Regions from separate parts of the Pan troglodytes genome. Here region 2 is linked to region 1. The links are chromatin contacts, called in public HiChIP or PLAC-seq maps. All regions are on one chromosome and are shown on one strand. Each heading gives the region's core, a stretch centred on a gene start, on an enhancer-like site or on the middle of the called end of the contact. The rest is flanking DNA. Distances are from core to core; before and after follow the strand shown.

Region 1 (4,465 bases), core at 617-3,116:
AGAATTAACTCTTAGGAGTGTATAAGCATATGGGTGTATGAACTGGAGGGCATCCGAGAGCTGGCGTCTCCCACTGGGCCCTGGGAGAGGTGGAGAGTGTTACCTGGCCAGGTCGAGGAAAGAGTCCACCGTCTCTTTGGGGACAGGAGGAGGCCCCGAGTCCTCCAGCCCCAGGTCGCTGGACTGAAGGGTCTGCGCACCGGATCCTGGCTTGATGATGAACGCCAAGGCCACGGCGAGCGCCGAGGCACTCAGTGTGGTGAGGCCAAAGTAGGCGACAGCGATGCCGCCCAGACGCCCGAGGCAGCTGGCATCGAGGGAGGCGGCGCCCGACACCAGGCTGCAGACCACCAGCGGCAGGATGATCATGCGCAGCATGCGGAGCAGCATCTCGCCGGGGAAGGCCAGGTAGGTGACCTGCGTGCGGCTCAGGCTGAGCCCGCGCAACGCCGCGCCCAGGCCCGCGCCCGCCAGCACCCCGGACACGGTGAGCAGCACCAGCGCTTGGCGCCGCAGGAAGCCCGCGCAACGCCGTGCGCGTCCCGCCGCGGTCCCCGGAGCTCCGGGCCCGGCCGCAGGCCCCGCCTGAGCGCTGTCAAGGTAGCCGTTGGTCTCGTTGCTCTTCTCCATGGCGCTACACGCCGCTCCGAGCTAGAGGTGGCAGGGGACGTGGGCTCTGGCAAAAGACGGGGTTCCCAATGAATGGGTCGGTCGGCCAGTTGTGCTCCGCAGGTTCTGGGAAGCCGCCCCGGGGGTCTCCCGGCCTGGCGCAGGAGCAGGTGCGAGAAAGGCGAGGAGAGGCGCAGAGTGCGGGTTGGAGCCGCGGGCGGAGAGGATCGCGCCCAGCCTCCCTGGAGCAGCCGCCGGCTGGAGATGATGCAAACGGGAGCCGCGAACGCGGACGCAGAGGGGGAAGTAGGAGGGAGCGCGAGCGGCCCCAGCCCGCCCACTTCACGCCCGCCGTCCCGCCCCCTGCGGCGCTGGCCAATCACAGCCCGGGAGCCGCCGCCGGGAGCCTCTGGTCCCCACCCGTGTCGCGGGTGCCGCAGGGGGCGGCCGGGCGGGAGGCTCCACCCGAGGCCGCGGGGGCGCGGGCGGCGCCGGCCAATCCTGGCGCCAATAGCCGCCTACCCGCCCGGCTAACGGAGGCCGGCTCCGGGCGACCGCGGGGAAGTGCGGGCTGAAGGACCGCCCGGACTCGTTGGCACCTGCCGGGCCCTCTCCCGCGGCCGGGATCTGAGTCCTCGGGGCCAGAGGGCCCGGGAGAACTTAGAACGCAGCGGCGTTCCTCCTCCTGAGGACTGTGGGAGGGGAGGGGAGGGGAGGAGAGGGGAGGAGAGGGGAGGGTCCCTCTCTCCCGGGTGGCGCTTTCGCCCCCGCGCGGCCCGCTCTCCTCTCCAGAGCTCGCCGGCCTCTCCCGCCAGGGGGCCGGGCGCGGTGAGGGGGGCCGGGCGCGGTGAGGGGGCCCGGGGCGGTTCTGCCGCCGCGTCCCCTCCTGCGGAAGATGCCTTGTTCCAGGGGTCCTCAGGGGCTTGTGCGGTAAAGCACGCCATGGTGCCCAGCAAGGCCCCGGCCTTGAGACAAAGGACGGACCGGAGGATGGATGAATAAGGGGAGCCTTCGCACGCGCTCATTAGGGCTCTAACGCAGCCATACCGCTAGAGAAAGGGGGCTCGCTGTGCCACCAAACCCGGCGCCCCTGGGCCGCGGAACCGCGCGCACCGGGGCGCTCCTGGGCTTGTGTCCTGGGGCCATCAGGATGGGGCTGGGTCGCCCGCCAGGCAGCTGTCTGCGGTATGGGCGTTTAAGACGCAAAGCTCTTCTAGAAGAAACAGAGCTCTCACGCCACCACTTCCAGTTGGTTTCTGCCACGTAACCAAAGCTGAAACACAAGCCACTGGATTTTAACCTCTTCCGTTCCCAGGCCTGAGCCCTGGCGAGAAAACAGCGCAGACGGCGGTTTGGCCATCCTGAACGGTTCCTTATTGTTCACGTTCTATGGATTTCCTGTTTATTTCATCTTTTATTTGATATCTGCTTTGGCCACGCGAGTTACAAGGGAAACTTCTGCTGAGTCTTTTTACTGTGTCACAGTTATTATATTTTTATATTTTCTTATTCTGCTTGTGAATTGTTCTTTAAAGACTTCCGTGAGTGGTCTTTTGTTTTTTCTTTTTCCTTCCTTCTTTCCTTCCTTCCTTCCTCCCTCCCTCCCTTCCTTCCTTCTTTCCTTCTTTCCCTTTCTTTCCTTTCTTTCCTCTCTTTCTGGGACAAGGTCTCGCTATGTTGCCCAGGCTGGTCTCCCAGTTCCTGGGCTTATGGGATCCTCCTTGGTAGCTGGCACCACCCACTGTGCCAGGCAAGGGAAGACCTAATTGTGGCTAACCTCAATTAAGGAGGAAGGCAATTTACTATAGATTTCTTGCTAAAAAGGAGTCATCTTAAAACGTCATGACATATTTGTGCAAATCAAAATGCCTTCATAAGGAACTTTAAGGAGCTGTCCAAATTTTGAGACAGTGAGTATTTTATTGCTTGGAGCCAGCCAGCTATTGGCTAGAACTTGTAAGGATTGTGTGTGTGTGGGGGGGGGGGGGGGGGCGGGGGAGGTAGTGTCAGATGAAGAGCTGCACATATTTGTATCTGGTTTTCCAGAATGCAGTTCATTTCTCTATGTGCACTGAAGAAAGAGTAATTCCTACAGACACACACTGTGTTTTGCCAATCAGCCCTTCCCTTTGTTTTGACTACCACGTTTATGCAAAAGACTCTCAAATCATGCTCCAGAAATGAGTCTTCGGCTGCCTGTTTTACATCTTCACCTGAATATCCTGCAGGCGTCCCAACTAAAATGTTCAAAACCAAACTCATGGTTGCCTTCCTCAAACCTGCTCATCCCTTCGGTTAAAACATAATTGATGACCCAGTCACCTCTGTGTGAAACTTCAAAGTGAACTTTGATTCTTCCCTCTGTGGTGCCTTCTCTCATCTAATGAATTGCCAAGTCCCACAGAGATTCCTTTCACAATATTTATCACATCTGCCCATCCCATCTATTCCCACTGCTACCACACTGGCTCAGTTCTTATTTCCTCACTTCTTATCTGGGCTATTGAAATGTTCTCCTAATTAGTCTTCCCACTTCCAATGCTCCTTTTGTTCCAACCATCCTGTATTTTGCCTTGCCCCAGGCTAATCTTCCTAATGAGTAATATACATGTTAGGATAAAGTTCAGCTTTCACCCAGCAGAAAAGAAAGAGCAATGAGGGCATGCCTTCTCTCTTTAAAAAAACTTCCTAAAAGTCATACACATTATTTCTCTTATATTTCATCGATAAGAATTTAGTCAAATGACCATACTTTTCTGCAAGAAACGTTAGGGAATGTAATTTTTGTTTTACACAGGCATCCACCCAGTTAAAAAATTGGAGTTTCTGTTACTAAGGAAACACAGAAAAATGATATTGGAGGACAACTCCTTCATATCACTTCTTGTTCAAAAGCTTTCAGTGGCTCCCAGTGAATTAAGAATGTGTTCCTCATCCTGGCATTCGAGGCCTACCGTGATCTGGCCTCAGCCTGCTCTCTAGCCATGTGCCCTCTATGCCTCCTGCAAAAATGGCACTGTGTGCTCCTTCCACATTGTTCTGCCTCTCCATCCAGTCCCAGTTCAGATACCACATTCCTCCCATAGCCTTTCTGAATCCTCTTTGCACCAACTCTGCTTGCTGCCTGCAGCTTTTTATGCTGTACCTGTGCACTCCAAAGCTGCAATAACAGTCAGTCAACCCTCAATTGGGAGTGGAGAACTCCCTGAACTACTAGACATCATGTGGTGCTGAGTGTGAGAGCACTGTTTGGGGGTGCCTTATACTATGCTACATATATCTGTCATTGAATTAGCGAAAGGGTCTCTTGGGGCCTTTTATCTCCAGAGGGCTGCCCTGTAGCCACTCTGCCTACTTGTGAGGCAAACCAAGAAACAGGTGTCCTCTTCTGGCCTCAGCAACATTTGGTGGTATTACTATATCTCTCTATGAAAGGGTTCACTTTCTGCCACCTTTTTCCCTCTTTCTTCCTCTCCTTTTGCATTTTTTGGTCTTTTGATAATTTTACATGCCTCCTGTTTGTAGGTATTTTGTGCAAAAAAAAAGTTGATTCCTGTGTTAGACACCTTCCCCCACAGTACTTATATGTGTTTTCCCTGGTTTCTGGATGCGTAAGTACTGAATTATAGCAACGCCTTACAAGTGATCCAGCCTGACAGCGTTACCACTACTGTCATCTGATCCCGTGATAGGCTAAAGTATTGTTCAGCCAAAATTTATTCCCTTGTTTCTTCCACTTAGATAGGAGTTTACCTTCCCCATTGCCTTTGTGGATGTGATGCAAGTGGAGGCATCAAAATGTTTTCACACAATCGCATGTGGACTCCTGCATACGTGTGACCCAGCATGCCTTGGG
Region 2 (4,207 bases), core at 1,140-3,639, 240 kb after region 1:
AGATTCAAAATCTTCTTCAGGGTTATTCATATGTAAAACAATACTCTGATCAATTATAGTCACCTGAGTCATGAAATGACCTCACAGTGGAGGAAATAAGAAAGGGGCTTCTAAAATGTATCATTAGCACATTCTTTTTTTTTGTTTTTTTTGAGATGGAGTCTCCCTCTGTTGCCCAGGCTTGAGTGCGGTGGCGCGATCTTGGCTCACTGCAACCTCCACCTCCTGGGTTCAAGCGATTCTCCTACCTCAGCCTCCCCGAGTAGCTGGGACTATAGGCACGCACCACCAGGCCCAGCTAATTTTTTTCTTTTTGTATTTTTAGTAGAGACGAGGGTTCACCATGTTGGCCAGGCTGATCTCGAACTCTTGATCTCAGGTAATCCGCCTGCCTCGGCCTCCCAAAGTGCTGGGATTACAGGCATGAGCCACTGGACCCAGCCAGCACATTCTTAAATGTAGTTCAATAACCCACTTTGGAAAAAAGTGAATTTTTCCCACACAAGGGATCTAATTTGTTTCACTTACCACAGGGTGACCTGGCTAAGGGAACACTGTCCACTTTTTGCAAATCATGTCTTGGGATGAGGACACTGGCCTTCCTGCACTGTGGAATTCCAAAGGAGTTTCAGCATACTGAGAGGCAACACATACACAAGCTGTGTGCTACAAGAAGTTTGTGGCACAGCTCATTTTTGTAAGTGGACTCAGGACTACTGAAAGAAATCATGGAGTAGGGCTAAAATCAGAAAGGGAAGAGAAAAGAAGTGTCAGGCTGTATGTCTTAACAGGCCCAGGGGAAGGATCTGTATCCTAAAATGACAATAATCAAGGAAGGTCCCAATATGACCAAAGTAAACCTTTGTGTTCACTTAGTATCTCTCTTCTGAATTCCAGAGCACTGTAGGTTTCAATTTCATATATATATTTGAAATATATACATATATATACATACACACACACGTATGTAAAGATTTCGCTCACTTCAAGACTCCAAAGCTAAATTATTCCTAGGTCTCTCCAGATGACTCCTTTGTGGAAAGGGGATGTCGGGTATTCTAAGTGAATTTGAGTAGAGATACAGTGTCTAATTTGCCTTTCCTTAGTTTCTTCACAGAAGCAATTGTCTTTAAGTCTCAAATTACGTGCAGAAATGCACCTGTGGGGAAGAAGGTGGGTTCTTGCCAGTGTATTTGCTTTAGTGAACATCTCCATTCAGGTTTATTGGTGGTTACAGTTACAGTACTTTCAAGTACAAGGGTGTGTAAAGGGTTAAGGTCTGTAAAATGATTGCTGGACAGTAGCCAAGAAACTGTGAAAAGCCATAACTCCTGGGAATCAGCAGGGAGGAGAAGATCTAGTAGTGGGTGCTGCGGAGCACCGACGTCAGGGTTCAAGGTGAGCCAGTGGGAGGAAGATCCGTGCGGGAGGGAGGGTTGGAGGAAGCTGAGGTATCGACATGCATTTACAGCTTCGCTCATACCAGGTTAAGAAGTGCCTTTTCCAGAAACTCAGTAAAGCAACAGGACGTATTCAGGAGCTGTTTCGACCTGCCCACACCCTACCCTGACTTTCCCAGAAAACAGGCAAGCAAGCAAGGGGCAAATGTCACGGCCAAGCCTCCCGCCTACGGCTTCCAGCCTCCTCAGATCCCAGCACACAGCCCCGCCGGACTTCCCCCGGAGCGGTCTCCAAGAGTGGGCACTGCGTGATCTGATTCACTCCAAATCTGGCTGTCCCCCGGGAGTGGGGTTTGGCCGCAGGGGCTCCCCGGCAGCGCCAGGCAGAGGCTGAGCAGCAGCAGCCGCCTGCACGCAGAGTTAGGAGCCAGCCTCCGCCGCCGCCTCCTCCTGCCGGATCAGAGTAGGCAGCACAGCCAGTCCCTATCGCTGTCACGCAGCCAGCAGCGGGCCGCCGCCCCCCCGCGCGGCCCCGGCCCTCACACTGTTATTTGCGTGACTGACCCGAGCCGCGCGGGAGGGGAGGGCTGGCCCGGAGAGGAGCTGGTGGAGAGGGGGAGGCCTGGCCCGCCCGCTCCTTCCCCTCTGGCCGGCGGCGGAAGCCATCTCCTCCCCATTGGCCACACGCTCGCGTCCATCACTCCCGCGAGGCGCTCGGATTGGCAGAAGGCGCACTTCTGGAGCGAGGAGGGCCGAGTGACTCCGCGGGTCTCCGGCGCCTCCTCCTTCCCTCCACCCTAACACTTGAACGTCCACCCACCTCTCCCCACCCCCCACTCCACTGCCCCCGCCCCGCTCGCGGCAGTGTCCTTAGAAGACTCATTGGGCCAGGGGTGCAGCCAGCCGCTTAACGAGCCGCGCCGCCATAGGTCGAGGCCCACGCCCGTCGGAACGATGGGCCTCACCATTGGGTAGCTCCGCTCCGCTCCGCCCCCTCAGCTCCTCACCCTCTCGTCGCCGCCTCTTAGCCCAGCTCTTTCTCGGCCCCCTTACCCCGCCCGTCCCCGCCGCATCACCCCTGTCCAGCTGGGCGGGGATTGCTGTACGACTCTGTAAAGTCTGTGAGTCACTGCACAACCCATCAATCCAATTAAATGTCTTGAGCGAGCCGAGCAGGCGGTGCTGCCGCCCGCCGCCGCTCGCCCCGCCGCGGCCGCCCCTGCTCCTGCTTGCAGCGCCCCTCTGATCCATGGCTGTCTGTCTGTACTTGTTACGGTGTAACATCCTCCTCCTCCTTCTCCTCCTCCTCCTCGGGAGCCGCTGCAACTTCCCCTCAGCCAGCCTCCTCCTCTGCCTGGGGACTGCAAAGGCATGGGATAGACCCAGAGCCGCTTCCCTCTGTCTCCCCTCCAGCCCTCGCTCAATTTTCCCCCCTTTAAATTAAAGTCTGTTCCTCGCTCCTCGTCGTTTTAGAGATTTATTGGTTGGTCTATTATTTCCCCTGATTTTATTTTCCCTCTCTGGGGCAGAGATCGTAGGGGCCGGTGGGTTTATTTTAGGGAGGGGGCGCTCCATCACCCCACCCCTCCGTTTCTCCTTCTCCCTTTTCGGCCGTGACTTGATTTCCCCGCTCCTCTGCGCTCCCACCCCTCGAACTCACCGTCCTGTACTCGAGTGACGCACAGAACACCCCCCGCCCACAGCCCAGACGCCCCCTCCCTCGCTGCCACCCCGACCCGTCTCGGAGCTGGACTGGGTGCCGACTTCTTCGCAGAAGGGTGAGTGCTGTGCTGGGTTGGGTGGGGAGGATCTGAAAAAATTTGGTGGCCGGTCCGCTGTTGGGGAGGGCAGGGATCAGGTTGTGGGCTGCAGGTTCCCGGTCCGGCGTGGATTTAAGGTGGCGACTCCCTCCTTTCCTCCCTCCCTCGCTCCCGCTTCCCCCGCCCCTCAGCTCCTTATTCACCAGCCTTGCTGTATGTCTAGGTATTGCCAGACTTCCACCATCGGGGCATTATAACGCTTATAAAACATTTGGTAATGGCATGCTTTCTATCTTTAGGATGCTTAGAGAGCAGTGATAGCCACCAATGTGATCTGATAGATTCTATCACCTGCAAAAAGTGTAAAAGGGACGATGGGTACGTTTTCTTCTAATTCAAAGTTAAACTTTTATTCAATAAAGGCAAGGCAGAAAGGTATTTATAATTTTAATGCGTGGCGATAGGGCAGCGATAAAGCAGAGAAAGACAGATTGTCTAGTGGCATTGCTTAGTGTTTTTATTTGAAAATAGTTTTATGGGTTCCCTATTGAAAAAATATCAAGTCCGTATCAAAGGTTATGAAGTCTTTGAACCTGTTGGAGGAAAGCAAGGTAAGATGGAAATCCAGCTTGACACTTCATCTTTAGCTCACCTCTGTTACAGGGAGGCATTACAACACAGAGTTTTAAATTTCTCAGTCACTGGACACAATGGAGCATGTTAAGGATATGAGAGAAATATGGATTATTTCTCTTTTGATATCCATCTTTTGTGTACTTCATTGCTTGTTCAGCAATGTCATACTACAGAATTTTGTAAAATTTTGATTTGGTTTCTTGGTTGTCCATAGCTCAGAAGTACAAATACCTGTCTATATATGCTTTATGAGGATGTTGCCATATGCATCTTTCATATTTTGTTTGAAATAAAAGTAAAAATTATGAGAAATAGTTGCTCAGAGTTGGCTTCTGAGGTTGCTTTTTAGAATTCAGCTGTTTTAAAATGGTATTACTCTTTTTGAGTCAAGTTCTGGGCTAGTTGTCCACA

Evidence for each region. HiChIP or PLAC-seq counts read pairs in DNA pulled down with a chosen protein or histone mark.
Region 2: a contact with region 1 is called in an H3K4me3 HiChIP or PLAC-seq map of stem cell-derived excitatory neurons, with 2.7 times the contacts expected there. The contact joins the promoter of SERTAD2 here to the promoter of SLC1A4 in region 1. A contact is called at or near these places in 1 of 7 Hi-C or Micro-C datasets (stem cell-derived neural progenitor cells) and 1 of 1 datasets of contacts at active chromatin or transcription factors (stem cell-derived excitatory neurons).

What each region holds. Positions count from the first base shown.
Region 1 is chr12:57,735,976-57,740,440 of NHGRI_mPanTro3-v2.0_pri, forward strand. SLC1A4 (solute carrier family 1 member 4) reads right to left here and starts at 1,867. Exons shown (of 8, transcript XM_009442565.5): 1 at 1,657-1,867.
Region 2 is chr12:57,972,092-57,976,298 of NHGRI_mPanTro3-v2.0_pri, forward strand. It overlaps SERTAD2 (SERTA domain containing 2), which reads left to right and starts at 2,390. Exons shown (of 2, transcript XM_009442562.5): 1 at 2,390-3,178.